2 separate regions of the Mus musculus genome follow, and region 2 is linked to region 1. The links are chromatin contacts, called in public HiChIP or PLAC-seq maps. All regions are on one chromosome and are shown on one strand. The core of a region is the stretch at or near the end of the contact, and the rest is flanking DNA. Distances in the headings are between cores, read along the strand shown. Region 1 has its middle 11 kb from the start of Gm17619. Region 2 has its middle 15 kb from the start of Gm16796.

Region 1 (3,753 bases), core at 405-2,904:
CAACACACTCAGTACAAAAACCATACGCGATCTCGGGATGCTGGGCTCTTGCCTCTGAACAATGTCCCAAGTAGAGTATGAACTCCCAAACAGTGTAAGGGGTTACACTACTTCTCAAAATGAGCAGAGGCTTTGGAGTTTGATGGCGGAGATAGGAAGCCTAGATATAACAAATACCACTTCTCTCAGGGAAGAACAACAGGAGACTGAGGAGCCAAAGAACTGGGGGCCTCCTGTCCTCAGTCAACAACGCAGGGAGCTGGAGTCCCTTGCACTCCTTCACGACTGCTCCTCCAGTCTTGTCCCACCTCTGCCTCCTAGGACAGCACAGTGGAAGGGCAGGGGAGGGGCTATCGAGGCCCCACCCCTCCCTGGGGGTTTATACACGGTTACCAGTAAACTAGCTGGGAGAGGCTTATGCTACAAATCTCCTGAGGGTGGTTGCCGTGGGGGATGGGAGGGGAGATGGGGGAACATTTCTTCAGTAATACAGAATGTCTCTGTGATAACTTCCTCTCATATTCATATAAGCAACCTCCATGGAAGGCACTGAGTTACTTTAAAAAAAAAAAAAAGCTAGGAAGGGGGTCATGGGAAATGGGAGGGGACAGGAGAGGGTATTGGTGTGAATATAACCAAAATACATGACATACTTGTATAAAATGTCATGATAAAACTCATTCTTAGGCATAATACTATGCTTAAAAAGATTAAAATACAAAATATTTCCTACTTTTACAAAGCTACCACAAACAATGGGGGCTTCCCCCTTTGCGCCTCTGAACAGTTCTGTCAACTTCCCGAGCTTTATCAGCCTAGGCTGTCCCCAGCGCCCCTCCCCCCACCCCACCCCCCAAACAGCCGCTTTCTGTTCTGGGGAACTGCACCTTTGTGGTCAGAAGTGACTTAGCTGTAATTTATGGTACTCGGTGGAAAAACGCACCTATAGGTCATTCCAAATGAAGGTTGTCACCACCTGCTTAGGACTGGGAACTGTAAAAGGGACAGTCTGTCTTCCCAGCAAGAAACTCTATCTGGACTCTCACCCAGAAAGGGATTCAGGATCAAGCAAGAACATTCCCGTAGCTGAATGGCTCGCTTATGGAAGCGAGTCTCCCACAACACAGAGGAAAGGTACAGACAGCGTCTCAGAACTCAGAGAAAGCAGCCTCCAGCTCAATAACCCGTAGCCTCCACCCCCACCCCCACCCCTCCCGCAAAGCGCGGGCAGGGCGCGGCTCCTTCTTTTACAGGAAATCGTCCATTCTACAGCAGCAGGGTTTGGCTCCTGGGATTGAAACTTATGTTCTCCCATCTGGAAATAGAATATTGAAGATTCTTGAAATATTTTGAGTGTCCTAAAGAATTTTATCCTCCATTGATTACACTTAAGAGGCTGAGGTGTAATCTTAGAAATCACAAAGTGCGCCCTCACACAAAAGGCTGACTGTTTAATGTCGGACCCTACCTACTGATAAGGAGAGAGAAACGGAGTCTTTCATTTCGATCTGGTCAGGAATTTTAAAACCCAAGGAAACACACCCTTGAGGAAAGAGAGGTAGCAACCGCGTTTGCCTAACTCAGGGGAGCATGAGACTGTGGGCAATTACTCTTGTGTATCCACAGTCTCTAAATAGAACGACACCCGGAAAAGGAACTGGTTTTGGCTTGAGTACCAAGCAAGGTTTAAAAATGCAGTTTGGGGTTGGAGAGATGGCTCAGTGGTTAAAAGCACTGACTGCTCTTCCAGAGGTCCTGAGTTCAATTCCCAGCACCCACATGGTGACCCACAACTATCTCTAAAGGGATCCTATGCCCTTTCTAGGTGTGTGTCTGAAGACAGCTACAGTGTACACACATGCGTAAAATAAATAAATCTTAAAAAAAAAAAAAAAACACCCTGCAGTTTGAAGAGCTGGGGCATGGCCGTGTGTGCCTGTGATCTCAGTGTGCAGAAGGTGGAGGTGAGAAGATTGGGAGTTCAAAGTCATACTCAACTCCATAGCAAGTTCAAGCCTAGGGGATCCATGTGAGACCTTGTCTCAGACAGACAGACAGACAGACAGACAGACAGACAGAATGCATGGGTGGATGGATAGATAGATGATAGATAGACAGATAGATAATTAGGATGCATGGGTGGATGGATGGATGGAGATAGATAGATAGATAGATAGATAGATAGATAGATAGATAGATAGATAGATAGGGTGGGTAAGTGGATGGATGGATGGATAGGTAGGTAGTGGGTAGATGGATAAATAGATGGATGGATGGATAGATAGATAGATAGATAGATAGATAATAGAAAAATGAATCAATAAATGATGGTGCTATCAAGATGACTTACAGGTAAAAAAGTACTTGCTGTGAAACCTGACAAACTGAGTTCAACCCTTGAAGCCACTGCAAAAGTAGGAGAGAACAAGTCCCCAAGTTGTTCTCTGGTTTACATGAATCCTCTATGGTATACCCTTCACACACACACACACACACACACACGCGCCTTTCGTTGTTGTCTGACCTGGGGACCACTTGCCACACTCTGTCTTAACATTCTGCAATCCAGGCTATGTATGTAGCTAGCTCACTTGGTGGCATGTATGTCTAATAAGTGTGAAGCTCTGTTCTATCCCCAGCACCAGATACAGTCAGGCATAATGAGGGGCTAGAGAGATGGGTCAGTGGTGAAGTGCACTGACTATTCTTCTGAAGACCTGAGTTTGGTTCTCAGAACCCACATGGTGGCTCACAACCATCCATACCTCCAGTTCCAGAATACATAATGACCTCTTCTGATTTCCAAGGGCACTGGGCACACATGAGATACATATACATACATGAAGACAAAACACTCTTGTACAGAAAATAAAAATATATATGATTAAGTTTAGGGGGTTAAAAAAAATCAGTCATGGTGCTATAGAGCTACATCTTGGAAGGTAGGGGCAGAGAACCAAGCATTCAGACTCATCCTGGTTATATATCAGCTTTGAGGCCAGTCTGGGCAACATGAGCCTCTGGGTCAAAAAATAAACAAATAAACTTAGAATCTTCTGGAATTCCCGATCAATCAGTCAGGGTAACCTGGTGAGGTGACCAACAATCCCAGTTTGCTGAGAACTTGGGGTTTCCCTAGGTGGAGGGAATTTCAGTGCTAAAACCAGGGAAGTCCCAAGCTGACCAGAACCAGGTGGTCACCGTGTCACTTCAAGACGCAACTAGAAGCCTCAGATCCCCTTCTGCTACAGACTTGCTCATAGCCCCAGCTGATCTCCGGTCATTCTTCTTACTAGGCTGAGCCAGAGTCACATCGTAGCACCCTGTCCTCTAAATATATACTAATTAATTAGTACAGATCAATATAATAACATGTTAGTTACCATATATTAACATATGAATTCTGTGGGTTTTGTTTTGTTGTGGTTTGGGGGTTTGGTTCTGTTTTATTTTGTTTTGCTTTAAGACAGAGTTTCTCTGTGTAGCCTTAGCTGTCCTGGAACTCACTCTGTAGACCACCAGGCTGGCCTCGAACTCACAGAGATCTGCCTGCCTCTGTCTCCCCAGCGCTTGAATTAAAGACATGCCTACCACCGCTCTGCTCTTTTTCTTTTTTAAAATCTAACTTAATTTTATTAATTTAATTTATATCCAAGGTTTCACTGTGACTGGATGAAAATGCAAAGGTCTGTAATGGTGTAGTCTCAATACGTGCCAGCACAGGAGTTTCCTTCTGCCAGAATTCTCATTTTC
Region 2 (3,487 bases), core at 887-3,386, 320 kb before region 1:
TCTGTTATTTATTTATTTATTTTGAACTGCTTTCCTTTTGAGCGTCTTTGCAATAATCTCTTTGAAGTCACCATAGCATGGCAACTAAACGCCAGAGTTAACAACTCCCTGGTGGTGCATTTTCTTTAAAAATCCTTGAAATGCTTATTTATTTAAAGGGACCCTCCTTTAGACAGAAGATAGGAAACATTGTTGAATAATGCTGTTTGATCGAAGGTCTGAGATAGGCAAGATTTGATTTAGTTTGCAATTAATTGGAAGGATTTTTGTCGGTGCACGTGGACTCCCACGGCTGCTGCGGTCTCCTTTGGAATTGCAAGGTGTTGCTGGTCTGTGCTCTAGAACCGGCAACTGTTTGTCGTCTCTTCCTTGCTTCCCACCTCTTCATGCCTTAAGGTTGAATGATTTCATAACGATTGAAAGCTGAGAGCTCACACATGCATAGTGTGATGCTTCGTGACAATTACATATTCCGGAGTCGCGTGGGAGATGGGTGGCTGCGCATGCCTGTTCCGGATTATTTTGATTGAGTGAATTGAGGCAGAACACCAGTCCCCGGTGCGTGGCGCCATTCCTCGCCGAGGATCATAGACTATGTAAATGTAGTACCGGAGCCGAGTAGCGTGAACTCATTGCTCTCTGCTTCTTGGCTATGGATGCCTGTGACCAGCTCCCTGTGAGCAGCTCCTGCTGCTATGATGTCTCTATCGGAGCTGATTGTGCCCTGGAACCATGAACCAGAATAACCCCTCCTCCTTTCATTTAAGCTTTCTTTGTATTTTATCACGCAACAGAAAAGGATGACAGAAAGAAACGCATATGTCAAGCTTTACCCGACCAATCAGAATTCTTGCATACGTCCCACCCGACCAATCAGAATTCTTGCATGAGTCCCAACATGGCAACAGCTGCCCAAAGCCAAGAGGTTGTTTCCTCCTGGTGATGGGCTGGGTTACCTCGTTACAGCCATCTCTCCAAATGCCAAGGGTCTAAACAAGAATGCTTTTAGCTTAAAACAAAACCCCCTCTTTTATAGAAGCCAGAAACTTAGTTACTAAGTCCATAGAGAAGGTATAAACTATGGTGACCTAGAAATTTTGGTCACCTACAAGTCCCATAGCTATCACTTATTGTAGGAACAGGACCAAAGATGGGAGGTAAGAGGCGATGGAGTCACGCGATGAATCCTGGGCATCAGACTCCAGAGATCAGCATCCGGGTACAGATCTGAGCTTATTGACCAGTGTATACGTTTATATAAAGTGTTTGACCCAAGCCCAAACCCCTAAATCCTCAGCCAATCATATCTCACCACACCATCACCATGCTCCAATGAAAGCCCTGCCTGATGAGGTAACTCAGAAGGAGCAGAGGAAGGGGAGTCCGGGAACCATCACCTGTTAGGACTTCCGTGAAGAAGGGGAAGCAGCCATCGCCCTTTTGTTCCTCAGTTCCTTTTGCTGTCTCTCTGGTGTTCCGGGAGCCATCTTAGATCTAATGCTGTGTGTGTGGCGGATCAGGTCTCTTCAAGGAGTAGCAGGAGCCTGCAGCGCCTCGCTCTGCATCCCACTTTTCCCTGACAAGGTTGACCTCCGCACCCCCCACAACTTATCCAGCGTGTCTCATTCATTTAAATGAGATAGATCCTCGGCTACCAGAAGTATCCGAGTCACACCGAGGAAAGCAAGACGCGGTTTACTCCACTCGCTGTGGGAAGTACCACAATCATCCAACAGTCCGGTGTGGCCTAACTCGGGTTCTTTGTATAGCGCTGGCATTTCTGGATATTGTAATCGTCTGTCCTCACATTCCTTGTTCTGGGCAGCAACGAAAGCCCTCTGTTCTTGGCCATAGAGGAAGGCATGTTACTGCCTTTCAGCTGCCTTGGTTTTGTCTGAGTAGCCGCTGTAATGTCAAAACTAAGCCGCATTTTACGCTTGCTAGTTGTTCTTGCATAGGGTACATGGCTGTTGTCACACACATGGAATGTAGACAGGTAATTCCTGTTGTGTGAAATATATTTTTTTAAAAAGGCAATCCACGCTACCGCTAGCATGTCACCAGAGCACAGGCCAGCCTGTTCTCAGCCCGGCCTACTCTCTGACTCAGAGCTCTGTAATCTCTCCACCCAGCTCACTAAGTTTCCATGATTGGCCACTGCCAAGCACGCCCCACACTTCCGGATTCCTGTGGCTGGCTAGGGTGACCTGCGTCCATACCTTTCTCTGGAACTCAGTTGAGTTGCCAAGTTAAGGCAAACACCACACACTCTTAGTTTAGAATCTACAGGTAACACCATCGCTGGGCACAGAAACTAGCATCTTAATTTGGTAAGCTATAAGTTATAAATCTCCTAGTGGTGCATCCCAGGGGATCTGCCACCTAAACCGGGGACCTCTTGCTACCTACATTGGCTTTGATTTTTCTCAGCCCTAATTTTAATAACGGTTCTTAAATACTTTAACCTCCCTTCTAGCCCACCACCCACCAGAGGTAGTGTAAAAGAAAGGTTATTAGGATATGGGGAAGTAGACCTGTTTACAAACTGTTCTTTGGAGCAACTCCCATCTGCATTGTCAGAAAATCAGCAGTTCTGTTCACAGAAATCAGTAGTGGCAGCTCAGACCACTGGCAAACACTTCATGAATACACCAGCAGTCCAGTTCAGTAGAGTAGGGACAGCAAACAGGAATCAGCAGTGGTGACACAGCCTAGCAGAGACAGCCAGGCCTCAGCCACATTGGCATGAGTCAGCAGGAGGGACCAGGACCACCAGGGATACCAAGAGACCTTCTTTGCTGTCTTTCTCTCAATGAAGTGAAGATTAGAGACCAAGAGATGGGGGAAAAGTTAGTGCAACAGTCTCTGTGGTGTTTTCTTTTTTTTTTTTTTCTTTTTCTGTTTTGTTTTGTTTTGTTTTGTTTTTTGAGACAGGGTTTCTCTGTGTAGCCCTGGCTGTCTTGGAACTCACTTTGTAGACCAGGCTGGCCTCAAGCTCAGAAATTCACCTGCCTCTGCCTCCCGAGTGCTGGGATTAAAGGCATGTGCCACCACGCCCGGTGTAGTGTTTTCTTTTATGCTGAAGGGTTAAGGCAGGTAAATTTGCTTAGGACTCATGAATATCCTAGCGGAGGCAATGTGTTCAGGGTTCCTACTGTAACCGAGAATTCCTGGAAAAATGCGATGCTGGCAAAAGCTGATTGTCAGTGATGTGGGGGACATTGGAATGTTGCAGGCTCAGAGTCTGATCATAATTTCCCCGAGGCTATCCTTAGCCCCCTGCTATCCATTCCTTGCCCATGTCCGCGTCTGCCTTAACATTTTGTGTTTAACAGTAAAAACCTTGGGAATATGCAAAAACCCCCATTTCCCACCAATCTGAGGGCTAAGAATGCATGCTCACAGGCAGCATCCAAGGCTCACAGGTGAGGTTGTCTGCTTGGCTGTTCCATCTCTCTGATGTTCCCACCAAGGTCTTGATTCATGC

What was found. HiChIP or PLAC-seq counts read pairs in DNA pulled down with a chosen protein or histone mark.
Region 2: a FOXA1 HiChIP or PLAC-seq map of pancreatic cancer cells shows a contact between it and region 1. The contact joins two enhancer-like sites. A contact is called at or near these places in 2 of 484 Hi-C or Micro-C datasets (the G1E-ER4 cell line and forebrain), 2 of 115 datasets of contacts at active chromatin or transcription factors (embryonic stem cells and pancreatic cancer cells) and 1 of 9 other capture datasets (adipose tissue).

Annotation. Positions count from the first base shown.
Region 1 is chr2:170,203,137-170,206,889 of GRCm38.p6, reverse strand. No RefSeq gene overlaps it. Among named protein-coding and RNA genes, the nearest start is that of Gm17619, 11 kb to the right of the region's middle. Within about 2 kb of position 1,654, at least 215 of the 459 cell types and tissues checked have an H3K27ac peak or open chromatin away from gene starts, as enhancers often do. A contact at or near this core is called in embryonic stem cells and pancreatic cancer cells, where this site is marked.
Region 2 is chr2:170,525,355-170,528,841 of GRCm38.p6, reverse strand. No RefSeq gene overlaps it. Among named protein-coding and RNA genes, the nearest start is that of Gm16796, 15 kb to the right of the region's middle. Within about 2 kb of position 2,136, at least 70 of the 459 cell types and tissues checked have an H3K27ac peak or open chromatin away from gene starts, as enhancers often do. A contact at or near this core is called in embryonic stem cells and pancreatic cancer cells, where this site is marked.